Linked DNA regions of Sus scrofa: all the other regions are linked to region 1. Evidence: chromatin contacts called from public Hi-C and promoter capture Hi-C data. All regions are on one chromosome and are shown on one strand. Each heading gives the region's core, a stretch centred on a gene start, on an enhancer-like site or on the middle of the called end of the contact. The rest is flanking DNA. Distances are from core to core; before and after follow the strand shown. Region 1 holds the start of ASB6 (ankyrin repeat and SOCS box containing 6). Region 2 holds the start of TOR1A (torsin family 1 member A). Region 3 holds the start of TOR1B (torsin-1B).

Region 1 (4,617 bases), core at 1,514-4,013:
AGACGCAGCCAGTCAGCCCTGCCTGCCCGACAGCACATTCTCACAGGTCCCAGCACCTCTGGGACACTGATGGAAGGAGGCCCGGGCTCCCGCCACCACCAGGGGGCAGGACACAGCTGCCCTCAGCCGGTGCTAGAGCCCAGGCTCTGGAGTCAGGCCTAGGTCTTGGGGGCCTTCTAACGGACATGGTGCTACATCTGGGCTTTGGTTTCTTCTTCTGTAAAATGGGACCCAAAACGGGTTTGCTGGGCAGAACACTCAGAGTGACAGCTCCTTCAGCCCTGCGATAAAAACCAGGTTCTCCAAGCTGGGTCTCCAAGCGACTGACTTCAGAATGCACCCCACCACCCTGGCCCCCTCAGCTACTTTTTTTTCCTTTTTTTTTTAATGGTCACTGTGATGTGGGATCTCAGTTCCAAGTCCAGGAACTGAACCCAGGCCACGGTGGTGGAAAAGCCAAATCTTGACCACTGGACTACCAGGGAAATCCCTCCCCCACCCCAGCTCTCTGAACCTCCAGGAGCCCAGCAGCCTCAGAGCCTGTCCTACGCCGGGGAGGGGGGACATCCTGGCCACATCCTGTGTCACCATGAAACCCCCCCCGTGTCGGGGGAACCTCAGTTTTTAATGATCCCAACTAGGATCCATGAGGATGAGGGTTTGATCCCTGGCCTCGCTCAGTGGGTTAGGGATCCGGCATCGCTGTGAGCTGCAGGTCGCAGACTTGGCTCAGATCCCACGTTGCTGGGGCTGTGGCATAGGCCCGCAGCTAAAGCTCTGATTTGACCTCTAGCCTGGGAACTTCCATATGCCACGGGTGCAGCCCTAAAAAGAAAAAAAAATAAATAAATAAACCCCTGTGGCTATAAGTCAGGGTCTGCAAGTCTCCTGGCTGACCTCCCCCCCCCGAAAATGGCCCCGTCTCCATCCCCCAGCACACAAGCTAGATGCCAGCATGGTTCTGCTGTGATTTATGCTTAATGTGTCTTCTCCGTTTTCCCCTCTCCCTATGACAGGAACAAAAATGCAAGATGCCTCAGAATGAGTGGCAGAAAATTACTTTTCCTTACTTAGCTCTGGGCACAGTGCCAGCAGCCACTTTTTCACATTAATGGAAGCGATTTAGCTGGGAGCTGGGAGGAGTCTGCTAAGTCAATCTCATGGTAGAAACAGCGACAAACTCGCTCTTGGACTTGAGGTGGCTAAGGGCCACTTGAAAGCCCACAAGGGGACGGGAGGCCACCCAGTGTGGCTGTCCTTGGTCACCACCCATGAAATAAATAAATGAGGCAAGTAGCTCCTGAGAAAAGCCTGAAGGCTTGGTCGCCCATCCAGAGCAGGGCCACACTTAAGCCACCTATCACCCCAGGTCCTCTGGGCTCCAGCTGACCTTCAAAGTTGAGGTTGGCTCCATTCCGCAGGAGAACGTCAGCGGCACGGGTCAGCCCCAGCTCGGCCATCTTCAGCAGGGCGTTGCTCACGCCTTCCTGGTAGAAGGGAGAGTGGGCCTTTCTCTCCAGCAGCTCAGTGAGAACAAGGATCCGGCTCTCCTCACTCGCGACATAACTGGGTCTGGGGCAGGAGAGGGGGGACTAGTTGAGGGTGGGAACAGCTGTGGGACCAGCTGGCTGGGCACCCTGTGGGTGGGTGGCCTTTGGTCTCCTGATGTCATTCCCCCCGTCTCCCCCCAAATCACTCCCCCAAGGCAGGGCAGAAAGTCTCTTCAGAAAAGGTCTGTGGCAGAGAGAGGGCCAAGCTGGATCCTTCTACTGGAGCAGATGCCTCGGGTTTACCAAGAAAGGACAGGGGTTGTCTTCGGCCTCCTTCCATGTTGCCCAGAGAATCTGGCCCCTGGCATGGATACAAAGCCTCATACACCTGGACTGTTGGCACTGAAGGGAACCCTTGTGGCCAAGAGTGAGAACCAGACACTGCGGGACCAGCCCAGGGCAGTCAGCAGACTTCCTGCCTGCTCACACCCAAAGTCAGTCAGCCTCCCCGTCTTCCAAAGGCTGAGAGCAGCAAAGCCTTCTGCACCTTTGCCCCAACCCACCCAGCTTCCCCGCCAATTCCAGCTGATCCCAGAAACAGACACCTGATCCCTCTTTCCTCTGTTCCACCTAAGGCATTAAACACTTTACTAACGATTGTCAGTCTCTCTTTTCTGGAGCATAAGCATCGTGAAGGCTGGGAGTTTGTTTAGCTCACTGATGTACCGCAAACGATTCACTTTCTAACACCCTTCCCAGAGATTCACGGATAGACCCGCGCCTGGATGTACAATTGCAAACTCGGCTACAGAAAGCTCACTTCGCACTGCTCACAGATGCCACCCGGCTGCCCTGCAACTCCAGGTGGAGGGCACATGACAGGCAGGGTGCAGGGTGGGGCCCTGAGGCGAAGGCCCTGCAAACACCGCACCCTCCAGCCCTCCGGGCGCTGGCCCGGAGCACCCTTCCCCCAGCGCGTCTCGGTCTCATCTGTTAGGTGGGGACACCGCCCGCCCCGCCATGTTTGTCGTGACAATGAAGGGGGAGCAGTGCCGAGTCGGAGGGGGGCAGGGAGCGAGTTACCCGTCCAGGGGTTCCTGCCGCTCAGGGTCCTGGATCCCCAAGGAGCCCAGAATCGCGTCCACCAGCGGCTGGTACTCGAAGATGATCCTCCGGAAGCCGTGCAGGAACGGCATTGCGGCGGCCGCACCCTCCGCTGAGGCCGAGACGCCGACTGCGAGCGTTCCGGCAGCCGCGGTCTTGGCCAGGTTTGGCCACTACTGGTCCAGTCCCCGAACCCGGCCTCATACACAGCCCAACCCGCTGCTCCGCGCCGGAAGTGACTCTCGCACTTGCACTTCCGGTCCCTCCGGCCCAGGAAAGAGAGTCGGGGTGACAGCGCCCTCTGCCGTCCGGGAGGACCGAGCGCCTTCGGGAGCGCGATTTGGGGGTATCTTGTGCGGCGGGGGTCCCTGGAGAATGGAGGGCGCCGACCTGCAGTCCACCGGGATCCCAGCCCTTCGCTGGCCCGCCCTTTCCCGGTCCGGCCTGGCTCCACCCTGCGATCCCGCCCGCGGCCGCTGGGCGCCGTCCGAACTCCGCCCGTTGCGCACAGCGGCCGGACCCCTGCCCAACTCTCTGCGGCAGTGGAGGGGTCTCGAACTCCAGGTGTCCCCTGGCCCCCCTGAGCTTGGGTCAGACCGCGGCTTGGCCTGGCTCTTGCCCCCCCCCCCCCCCCGCCCCCGCCGACTGGACCACATCCACCCTGACGGGCGATGGGGCAATTCCTTAGCCTCTGTCCCCTGGAAGCTCCTCTCCCTGCCAGCTGGGGGCTTCTTCCCCTTTCTCTGCCTTGATGGACTCAATGAACTTTAATTTCTTCATCTGTGAAATGGGGATAATCAAACCCATGCAAGATCCTAGACCAAGAGCTCTGTTACTGTGGGTGGAAGTGTAGCCTAGCAGGAAGGGGACCGGGCCTGGGGTACTTTTCTGGAGTTTAGGTATCTACCCCTGGGCCTCACATTTAACCTCTGCAACCTCGAGGCCCACAGGGGAGCCCTGATGACTTCACTTTTGTCCCCCCTGCTTTTTAGGGCTGCACCCGCAGGTTCTCAGGCTAGGGGTCAAATTGGAGCAGGCCTACACCACAGCCACAGCAACTCCAGACCCAAGCCGTGTCTGTGACCTACACCACAGCTCACGGTGATGCTAGATCCGTAACCCACGGAGTGAGGCCAGGGATCAAACCCACAACCTCATGCTTCCTAGTCGGATTCGTTTTCCACTGGGCCACAACGGGAACGCCCCTGATGACCTCATGATTCTGGAAAGCCCGTTATGAAGAGGTGTGCCAGTCCCAGCCGTTCACATGGCAGCTTGGGTCTCACCAGCCCCCACCCCTTCCCATGTGGACTCAGGAGCCTCTCCTGTCCAGCACCTGCCAGAGACCAGAGCTGTTGAGGAAAGTAGAAAACGTTTAGAGACAAGTTTAAAGCCAACCGCATGTGTCTATGATTAAACATAAAAAATGAGTAGAAAAGGGCTCCCCTGCCCCCAAGAGCCGAACAGTCTTAGCAAGAAAGCCCAATCCAAAGCGTCCTCAGTCCGGCTATGGGGACCGAACAGGGGCTGGATAATTGCTCACTGCACTTATGATTCCGTTTATAAGGTTGTTGTGCGGATCAGGTGACAAGCTATTAAAAATCCCCATCAGGCCTTAGAAGCCCTCCTTTTGTCCCTCCATCCCACTGCCTAAGGAGCAAGGAAGAGGAGTAGGGCAGCCCAGGTTAGGTTCGCCAGGAGACCACAGCATCCCTGGTTCCCAGCACACTTCATTTTTTTTTTTTTTTCTTTGCCTTTTAGGGCATAAGGAAGTTCCCAGGCTAGGGGTTGAATCAGAGCTACAGCTGCCAGGCTACACCCCAGCTCGCAGCAGTGCCAGATCCTTAACCCACTGCCCACTGCCCACTGAGCAAGGCCAGGGATTGAACCTGCATCCTCTTGGATACTAATCGGATTCGTTACTGCTGAGCCACGATGGGAACTCCTGCCCTGGTTCTTGATCCTGGAAGTCTCTTCTCCTGGAGTGAAATTGGGAGACTGCTCACACAGAGATGGAGAATTT
Region 2 (4,617 bases), core at 1,096-3,595, 150 kb after region 1:
CGGAGTTCCTGTCGTGGCTCAGTGGTTAACAAACCCAACTTGTATCCCTGAGGATGCAGGTTCGATCCCTGGCCTCACTCAGTGGGTTAAGGATCCGGCGTTGCCGTGAGCTGTGGTGTAGGTCGTAGATGCAGCTCAGATCCCGTGTTGCTGTTGCTGTGGCTGTGCTGTGGGTGGTGGCTACAGCTCCAGTTCGACCCCTAGCCTGGGAACCTCCATACACCACAGGTGCGGCCCTAAAAAAAAAAAAAAAAAAAGACCAAAAAAACCCCACAAGGATTCCGTCAGGTCTAGTAGGCTCCAGCAGCCAAGGTCTTCCCAATTTCTGCTACTCTGACTCAGCCAGTAACACTGAACATGTAGCACTCACTACAGGCCAGATGCTGTACTAGGCACTGTTCACCCAGCGTTTTCCCGTGATCTTCCCAAACCCATCAGTTACCACTGCAGCCCCTATTTTACAGATGAGGCAACTGAGGTACAGAGAGGTTAACTAACTTGCTCCAAGTCACACGGCTATTAAACAGTGAAGATGGAATGCTAACTAGGATGACCAACTCATCTCTATTCGCCTGGAACTTTCCCAGCTGTAGCACTGAAAGGCCCACATCCCAGGGACTCCTGGACAGCTGGTGATCCTGAGGCTGACCCAGGCCGAAGGGAAAAATGTGTTCATACAGGTGAAAATTTAAAAAGGCAAAAGAGTTAACTTTGAATACGTATGTGCCAGGCCCCACGTTACCTACTTGACAGAGTTCAATAACTTCTCACAACTTCCATTTTACAGACAAAGAGCCCGAGTCTCAGAGAGGTCAGGCAACTTTCCCAAGATCACACAGCTGGCAGGTGGGAACCTTAGGGCTCAAATCCAGGTGAATCTACCACCAAGGCTCAGGCTGTTAATCTGGAAGTTAAACTGTTAAGAGCAGTTTGCAACACTGTGATTGAATTTAGGTTTCCCAAGAAACATTTCTTCTTTTATAAAATGCGTTAGAGTTGAAGATCTTGAAACTGAGTTTGATTGTGTCTCTCTAAAATCCTACGATCCCACTGAGCCTGCTTTCGGAAACCACCCCAAGCTTTGCTAATTGCTCCCTGCATCTCTAAGCCTCTGTGGTTGCCACACTTTTCAAAGGGGGAACTGACACGTGCTTGCCATTTTCAGGGCCCACTCGTTTCAACCCGGAATTCCAAATCCCATCGGCCACCAAACCCCAAACCCGGCCCCATCCAGGAAGGATTCCAAAATTCGGCCCTTGCCTTGTACAGGGTGATGTTGGAGATGTGGGGGAAGTGCAGTGTGGCCACAAACAGGTGGACATAGTCACTGTTCAGACCACCCTCGTAAATATTCTCTGCGATGATCTTGCTGACAAAATTTTTGCCGGTGCCCGTCCACCCGTGTAGGGAGAGGGTGAGCGGCTTCTTGGGCTTCGGGTTGCTGATGAAGCCTGAGACGGCATTTAAGATGACTTTCTTTGCAAGATGCTGTCCGAAAAGCTTGCTGTCCAGATCCTTCTGCAGCGCTAGGAAAAACAAAGTGAGTCAGGCGGACAGTAGGGAGACACATCTGGCAAAGTGTGGCCCAGTTTACAGGCTCAGGTAAAGCCAGCAGAGTCAGCTAAGCTCTTCAAGCGTCTTGGGAGACGCGGATGTGTGGGCAAGCACTTGGCCCAGGTGACCGGCAGGTGCAGGAGGCCCTCCCTCTGCTAGTCCTGTCCATTCTCGAGCCCTCCTTCCCGAAGAGGTCCTTGGGGCCAGTGCCCAGGGGCGCGCGCCCCTCGCCCCAGCTCTGCGCCTTCCACCCATGCCGGGCAGAAAAAGGGCAGCGGTTTGGTCCCCGCTGCTCCGCGCCGGAGGAATCCCCACCAGCCGCGTCTCCGCCGAGGAAGGAGCACACCTCTCTGGAGGAAGTTTCCGACCGTCCCCACGCCCGGGTTTTGGGCGAAGCTGCCCAAACGGCAGCTGGCCTCGCCTGATCAAAGTCCGGTCAGCCTGTGGTCGTGGCCAGGGCCAGGCCCGGTGCCGCACCTCAAGCCGCCCCAGTTCCGGGTCCGGGCCCCGCCGGCCTCAGCACTGCCCGAGCTCCTGGGCCTTCTGGACCCCCGCCTCCGACCCTCGCCCCAGCTCTGGCACCAGGCCCCCCAGCCCCCGCCCCATCCTACCCTCCCGGCTGAGGCTCCCCTTCTGGCTGCAGCACTCGGTGAAGAAGCAGAAGAGGCGCGGGTAGGAGATGTAGCCGGTGAGGACGCCGGCCAGGGCCAGTCCCAGACTGATGGGCTCTACCGCCCGCACCGCCAACGGCGCCAGCAGCAGCAGGCCCAGCGCGGCCCGGCCCAGCTTCATGCCCAGACCGGCGCTGCCCGGCGCGTTCTCGCGCCTACCGCGGATCGGCGCTACCGCCAACTGCACTTCCGGTCCCGCCCGCCGGGGCCGCCATCTTTGTAAGGGGCGGGCATCCTCCTGACGCTGGCGTCCGCCATCTTTATGAAGGGCAGAGCCCTTTCCACCTTTGGGCACCGAGCCACTGGGGGTACCGATATTTTCTCTTTGAATAAAACTTAGTTTCTTCAGATTTTTTTAGTTTCTACCTAACGTCCTATTCCTATTTTTTTTTGGTCTTTTTAGGGCCACACCTGCGGCATATGAGGGTCCCAGGGTAGGGGTCAAATGGAGCTGTAACTACCAACCTACACCATAGCCACGCCAGCTAAGAGAGGTTCCTCCGGTCCTACACCACAGTTCAGGGCACCGCAGAATCCTTAACCTGCTGAACAAGGTCAGGGATAGAACCTCCGTCCTCACGGATGCTGGTCGGGTTCATTAACCACTGAGCCACCTCAGGAACTCTTAACATCCTATTTCCAATCCAGGGTCCCACCAAGATACCACATTATATTTAGTTGTCATGTGTCCTTAGCTCCTTTTTTTTTTTCTTTTTTTAGGGCCACACCTGAAGCATATGGAAGTTCCCAGGCTAGGGGTCAAATTGGAGCTGCAGCTGCCGCCTACACCACAGCCACAGCAACACAGGATCCTTAACCCACTCACTGATCAAGGACAGGGATTGAACCTGCATCCTCACGATCTAGTTGGTTTTGTTACTGCTGAACCGTGATGGGAACTCTGTTTCTTAAACTAAATGAGAAAACCCCTCTCAGGAACTGAAGTTTGCTTTTGTGCTGCCCAGCCCCCAGGCCTGAACATATTACCTAGTGCTGGTGTAAGGAGACGCAATACAAGCGATAAACAATGTGGGTCCATTTCATATTTAATACTTAAGTGCTTAAAGCGATAGAAATTGTTTTTTCTCTCTTAATGAAAAGAAACACAACTGTACAAGTCAGAAAATACCAGTGACCCTTTGATCTCATCCTAGATTTTTCTGCCATCAGCTGGCTCCACCGTAAAGAGGGACGGATGCATTTCTGAACCCCGTTCCTGATATTTACAAGTAGGAGACATGATTGCATATGTAATGAAAGCACAATCTAAAGGGTATCATCTCACTCTAAACTCACAGCTGTTTCCTCCTGACCCAGGGCAAATATTAGGAGGAAGTCAACATATTTACAAACAAGATTTAATAATGCTCACAAGAAGAGAGTTTTCCCCCAAATAGAAAAACTATGCATTGTCTTGTTTCAAAAGGTTACACACACGGTGCCTGAAAAATCCAGCATGTGAGGCACAGGGTTAGCAGCATCTGTTTTGGGAACCGTCTGCTATCAGTGCACAGGCTTCTGTCCAGGCAGCCTGTTATCATGGGGATAGAGGGAGTGGAGGACACTATTTAACACCCCGCTGTGCACTGCTCCCCTTCTGCCTCCCTCAGTACCGCCGGTTCATCTTCTTGAACTTCTCGTAGTGATAGTCATCGGTGGCCTTCTCATTAGCAGGACGCTTGCGGTTGGGAGGGGACCCTGAGAAGGAAAAGAAGAAAACTGTTTGCCACGTTGGATGCCACCCCTGGGCTCAGCTCTGAATAGCAAGGACAACCATACCTGACTCCCTGCAGAAGCCCCCAATCCTATCCTAGTGAACAGAAACAGAGCAGGGCCTGAGTAAATGCTCGTTATTAAGTGCATGACGATAAACGAGGCGGATTCAGACGCTAGCCAAAACGTGCTGATTTCAGTGTCAAGACCAGGGGAACGCAGCAGCTACTCGTCATTGAGAGTTCAACTGTGAACCAGGCATGGCACTAAATCTTTTTAGAAACAACTTTCTTTCCTCTTTTTTTTTTTTTTTTGTCATTTTAGGGCTGCACCCACAGCATATGGAGGTTCCCAGGCTAAGGGTCCAATCGGAGCTGTAGCTGCCAGCCTACACCACAGCCACAGCCACGCTAGATCTGAGCCGCATCTGCGACCCACACCACAGCCCTTAACCTACTTACACCAGATCCTTAACCTACTGCATGAGGCCAGGGATCGAACCTGCGTCCTCATGGATGCTAGGCAGATTCTTTCCACTGAGCCATGAAGGGAACCTCCAAGACACGACTTCCTTTCACCCTCCCAGCAATCCCAGCAGGGCATGTTACCATCTCTGCTCAGATAGCTTGGGGGACTTGCTCAAGGTCACTTAAAAGGTGAAGGTTGGAGTTCGTCGTGG
Region 3 (4,617 bases), core at 1,053-3,552, 130 kb after region 1:
GACATAGTCGGGTTCTTAAGCTGCTGAGCCACAACAGGAACTCCTCTTATTAACATCTTAAGATTAAGGGCCCCACCTTCCTATCTAATTGCCTCCCAGATGCCCCCACCTCCTAACACCATCAAATCAGGGGTCAGGCTTCAGATATGTATTTAGAGGCTGAGACCATTCGGTCCACAGCAGTATATCCTGGCCCCCAGATCAGAGGCCAGCCTCTTGGAAAGGTTCTATCCCTGACTGTTAAATACATATGAATGGAGTGCTACTATGGACGTGGTGCACAGGAATTAGAGATGGAGCAGTCAAGGTCCCTGTCCTTCTGAAGCTCTCAGGCCAGTGGCAAGATGGGCAATGGACAGGGACACAAACAGGGTGACAGGAGAGTAGGTGACTGGGGAGGGAAGAGGGGTTACTTCCATGGGTTGGGTAGGCTTCAAGCTGAGGCCTGAAAACTCTTAAAGAGAGTCAAGGCAGGCATGGAAGCAACCGAAACATCCACTGACAAATGAACATGTATGTGTATCTATGTGGCACATATATACAGTGGAATACTACTCAGCCATAAAAAAGAATGAAATCATGCCATTTGCAGCAACATGGATGCACCTAGAAATTATCGTGCTGAAGGAAGTAAGTCAGACAAATACCATATGATATCACCTGTATGTGGAACTTATCATATGACACAAATGAACAGAAAAAGACTCAGAGACATAGCAGACAAACTTACGGTTACCAAAGGAGAAAGGAGTTTAGGATTAAGAGATACACACTACTATATATAAAGTAGATAAACAACAGGGACCTACTATATAGCACAGAAAAGTATATTCAATTTTTTTTTTTTTTTTTTTTTTTGCTTTTTAGGGCCGCACCTAAGGTATGGAGGTTCCCAGGCTAGGGGTCCAATCGGAGCTGTAGCTGCGGCCTACACCACAGCCACAGCAATACAGGATCCAAGTCGAGTCTGCGACCTACACCACAGCTCACAGCAACACTGGATCTTTAACCCACTGACCAAGGCCAGGGATTGAACCTGTGTCCTCATGGGTGCTAGTCAGATTTGTTAACGCTGAGCCATGACGGGAACTCCTTCAATATCTTGTAATAACCTATAATGGCAAAGAATCTGAAAAGAGGATTTCTCACTGTGGTGAAGTGAGTTAAGAATCCAACTGCAGCAGCTTTTGTTGCAGCTACCGCTCGGATTCAGCCCCTGGCCTGGGACTTCTCATATGCTGTGGATGCAAATGAAAAAGGAATACAAAACAAAACAAAAAACTGGGAGGTGGAGAGGAGAGCCATCCCCCTCCGAGCATCCCAGATCATGGCCCTGACTCTGCGGGCATGTCTCCCTCACTAGACTGAGGCTCTGTGAGGTCACGGGTCTGCCCTATTCCCTCCCTGCTTTAGCCCCAGCTTATGGCGCTGGATCAGACACAGCCAGTGTTCACTAAATATTTGTCCATAGATTGGCTGATGAATGAACTCAACCAGCTTTGGCAAAGCCTGGGTCAGGTTCCCTGGAGCATTGCAACAGCCTCCTCGAAGAACCCAGCAGCCACAGGGATCTCCGATGTGACCATGTCGCTCCCTGTGTGAAACCTCTAGGGCTCCCTGTTACCACCCCCCCCCCCCGCCCCAGATAGAGTCCTTCCCCTTCCGGTCTCTGTCTAGCTCTCCGTCCCTATTCTCACCAGCCTCCACCACGTGAAATACTCTCAGGTCCCCAACCTGCACATTCTGCAAATTCTCTTCTCTCCATAGAACTTTCTACTCCTCGCTTTTTGCTTGGATAACTTTTAAAATTCTCATTTTAGACAAAAACCTTCCCTGTTCCACCGCCCCTGTGCTTATCCAACTTCATTATTGGCCCTTGCCCACTGCCTGGGGTCCCCTAGCCTAGAAGCTGGAGAGGGCAGGGGCCAAGCCCCTCTCCCTCACGGCTGTCTCCCAGCACCAGCCAGGATGCCGTCTTGCAGCATGCTGGAAAGGATGGACTTCGGGCTTCGACGGTGCACGCCAGGGCACGTCTGCTTTGGGGACCCGGAGCCCTCCGCAGTTGTTTCAGAAAGGCAGGCAGGTGGGGAGTATATAATGCGAAACGCTCGTTCCAGCTCCGGGGAAGTGAAGGGAGGGATGACAAAGCAAAGCGTGAAGGGTCTGATGAGCGCTTAGAACAGAACCTTCAAAGCTAGACTCCCTGGAGCCTCTCGCGCGGATGGTGGCGCAGAGCCACGCCCCTCGCCAACAGGGCGGACCTACGGGGGTGGGTGGGTCTGAGGGGCGGAAGTGACGCACAGACCGGAAGTCAGCCCGGCCTCTTGGCCCCAAGGGCGCCCAGCGTATCCGCGGCGGCGGGCTGCCAATCCGGTGATGCACCCCGCAGGGCGGCTGGGGGGCACCGCGGCGCTGCGGCTGCTGCTGGCGGCACACGTGGCGGCGGCGTTCGAGCCCATCACCCTGGGCATCGCCATCGGGACCGCATCGGTCCTCACCGGCTACCTGTCCTACACCGAGCTGTTTTGCCGCTTCGCCGAGTGCTGCCGGGAGGAGCAGCCGCTCAACGCGTCGGGTACGGCGGGTCTGGCTGGAGGGGCTCGAGGGGCGCGAGGGACAGGCCCCCGCAGGCGTCAGCGCCCGGCACATCGCGCTCACCCTTTGGGGTAGGAGGGGGCATGGAGGGGCCTGGGTCCGGACTCCAGCCTGGAGGCCGTGTCTTCGGGGACAGATTCTCCAGATCGTGAGGCTCTGCCCGAGTTCCTTTTATTCTTTTTCGGTTTTTAGGGCCGCACCTGCGGCATGTGGAAGTTCCCAAGCTAGGGGTCAATTCGGAGCTACAGCTGCCGGCCTACACCACAGCCACAGCAACGCGGGATCCGAGTGGAGTCTGCGACCTACACCGCAGCTTACAGCAAGGCCGAATCCTTAACCCACTGAGCGAGGCCAGGGATTGACCCAGCATCCTCATGGGTCCTAGTCGCATCCTCCTTGCCGCTGAGCCACGACGGGAACTCCCCCAAATTCCTTTCTAAAAGTTGGGATTCCTTGGGACGCCGTGCCAACCCAATAAGTCGTTCTCAAATGTGCAGCGTCTGCCCAGAAAGCCCGCATTTGGTCTTTGGTTTTCTTACAGGGTGGCTGGGGAAATAGCAAGCAGCTGAGTCAAGAGAGGACCCGTCCTCGGATGAAGGAACGCATTTACCTTCCTTCTCAGACACTTGAGTGTTGAGGAGACCATTCATCTAGGCCATTTCCTTGGCGGTGGCATCTGTGTGACTCTGCAGCTGGCACTTCTGCCTCCGCACTGGCACTGGGGTTTGGCGGAGACGGTGCTGGACCATTCGCTAACCTTGCCTCTCACTTTGGCCAGCTGGGGAGAGCGCTGCCCTTCTGCTGCCTGTTTAATGTGTGTTTTTCTCTCTGTTCTCTGGCTGGCTGCTGCAGCGTTCAAGCTGGAACTGGAGAGAGGCTGTTTGGGCAGCATCTGGCCACAGAGGTGCTTCTCAAGGCGCTGACAGGCTTCAGGAACAACAAAAACCCCAAGAAAGCACTGACGCTTTCCTTACACGGCTGGGCTGGCACGGGCAAGAATTTTGTCAGCCAGATTGTGGCTGAAAATCTTCACCGGAAAGGCCTGAAGAGCAACTTTGTCCACTTGTTCGTATCGACTCTGCACTTTCCTCACGAGCAGCACGTAAAACTGTACCAGGCAAGGCATTCTGTTGTCCCATCCGTGGCTTCTCGGACTGGTCTGGGCGATCTCTTCACTGACTCCGGCTTCTGCTTCTTTCCTCCTAGCCCCAGGCCCTGCCGAGTCCAGGCACACCGGTAACCCTTTGCCATTTGCTGAGCTCTCCTACACCATTTTTCTTACTGATCCCAAAATAATGCAGCGGGGCAGGTGATGTTATTTCCATTAAAAGATGGAGCCAAGGAGTTCCCTGGTGGCTCAGAGGGTTAAGGATCTGGTGTTGTCACTGCCGTGGCTGTGGTTACAGCTGTGGCTCGGGTTCCATCCCTGGTCCGGGAACTTCTGCAAGCTGCAGGCGCAGCCAAAAAAAAAAAAGGGATGGAACCAAGAGCAGCGAGGCGACATGCTCCTTACAGTCCTTCTGACCTTGTGGCAAATCAGAACTTGAATGCAAATCTCCTGACTCTCAGTCCACAGGGTAGCCACGTTGTGCAATGTATGAGTTTGTTCAGCATCCCCATTGCAGCCCTCGGTTAAGTGGAGCGGGCTTAGAAAAGTTTTTTTTGTTGTTGTTATTGTTTTTTGGTTTTTGTTTTGTTTTGTTTTTGTCTTTTTGCCATTTCTAGGGCCACTCCCACAGCATATGGAAGTTCCCAGGCTAGGGGTCTAATCGGAGCTGTATCTGCCAGCCTATACCACAGCCACAGCAATGCGGGATCCAAGCTGCCTCTGCAACCTACACCACAGCTCACGGCAACACCGGATCCTTAACCCACTGAGCGAGGCCAGGGATCGAACCCACCACCTCGCGGTTCCTAGTCGGATTCACGAACCACTGAGCCACGATGGGAACTCCCTAGAAAGTTTAAATGAAACTTCAGCTTGGCCTCTGTGTTTAGCAGTGTAGACCAGAGGATTTTTTT

Evidence for each region. Promoter capture Hi-C pulls out the DNA fragments that hold promoters and counts their contacts. Hi-C and Micro-C count contacts between places; a contact is called where the count stands out from the background.
Region 2: a promoter capture Hi-C map of liver shows a contact between it and region 1, with 2.8 times the contacts expected there. The contact joins the promoter of TOR1A here to the promoter of ASB6 in region 1. A contact is called at or near these places in 1 of 5 promoter capture datasets (liver), 2 of 47 Hi-C or Micro-C datasets (heart right ventricle and liver) and 1 of 2 datasets of contacts at active chromatin or transcription factors (alveolar macrophages).
Region 3: a Hi-C map of embryonic fibroblasts shows a contact between it and region 1, with 3 times the contacts expected there. The contact joins the promoter of TOR1B here to the promoter of ASB6 in region 1. A contact is called at or near these places in 16 of 47 Hi-C or Micro-C datasets (alveolar macrophages, brain, embryonic fibroblasts and 10 more) and 2 of 2 datasets of contacts at active chromatin or transcription factors (alveolar macrophages and skeletal muscle).

Annotation. Positions count from the first base shown.
Region 1 is chr1:269,831,443-269,836,059 of Sscrofa11.1, forward strand. It overlaps ASB6 (ankyrin repeat and SOCS box containing 6), which reads right to left and starts at 2,764. Exons shown (of 6, transcript NM_001099937.2): 1 at 2,574-2,764; 2 at 1,391-1,572. The coding sequence starts at 2,686.
Region 2 is chr1:269,983,133-269,987,749 of Sscrofa11.1, forward strand. It overlaps TOR1A (torsin family 1 member A), which reads right to left and starts at 2,346. Exons shown (of 5, transcript NM_001105298.1): 1 at 2,166-2,346; 2 at 1,261-1,526. The coding sequence starts at 2,346. C1H9orf78 reads right to left here. Exons shown (of 9, transcript XM_003122220.4): 9 at 3,254-3,923. The coding sequence ends at 3,832.
Region 3 is chr1:269,964,617-269,969,233 of Sscrofa11.1, forward strand. TOR1B (torsin-1B) reads left to right here and starts at 2,303. Exons shown (of 7, transcript XM_021070119.1): 1 at 2,303-2,584; 2 at 3,456-3,712. The coding sequence starts at 2,377.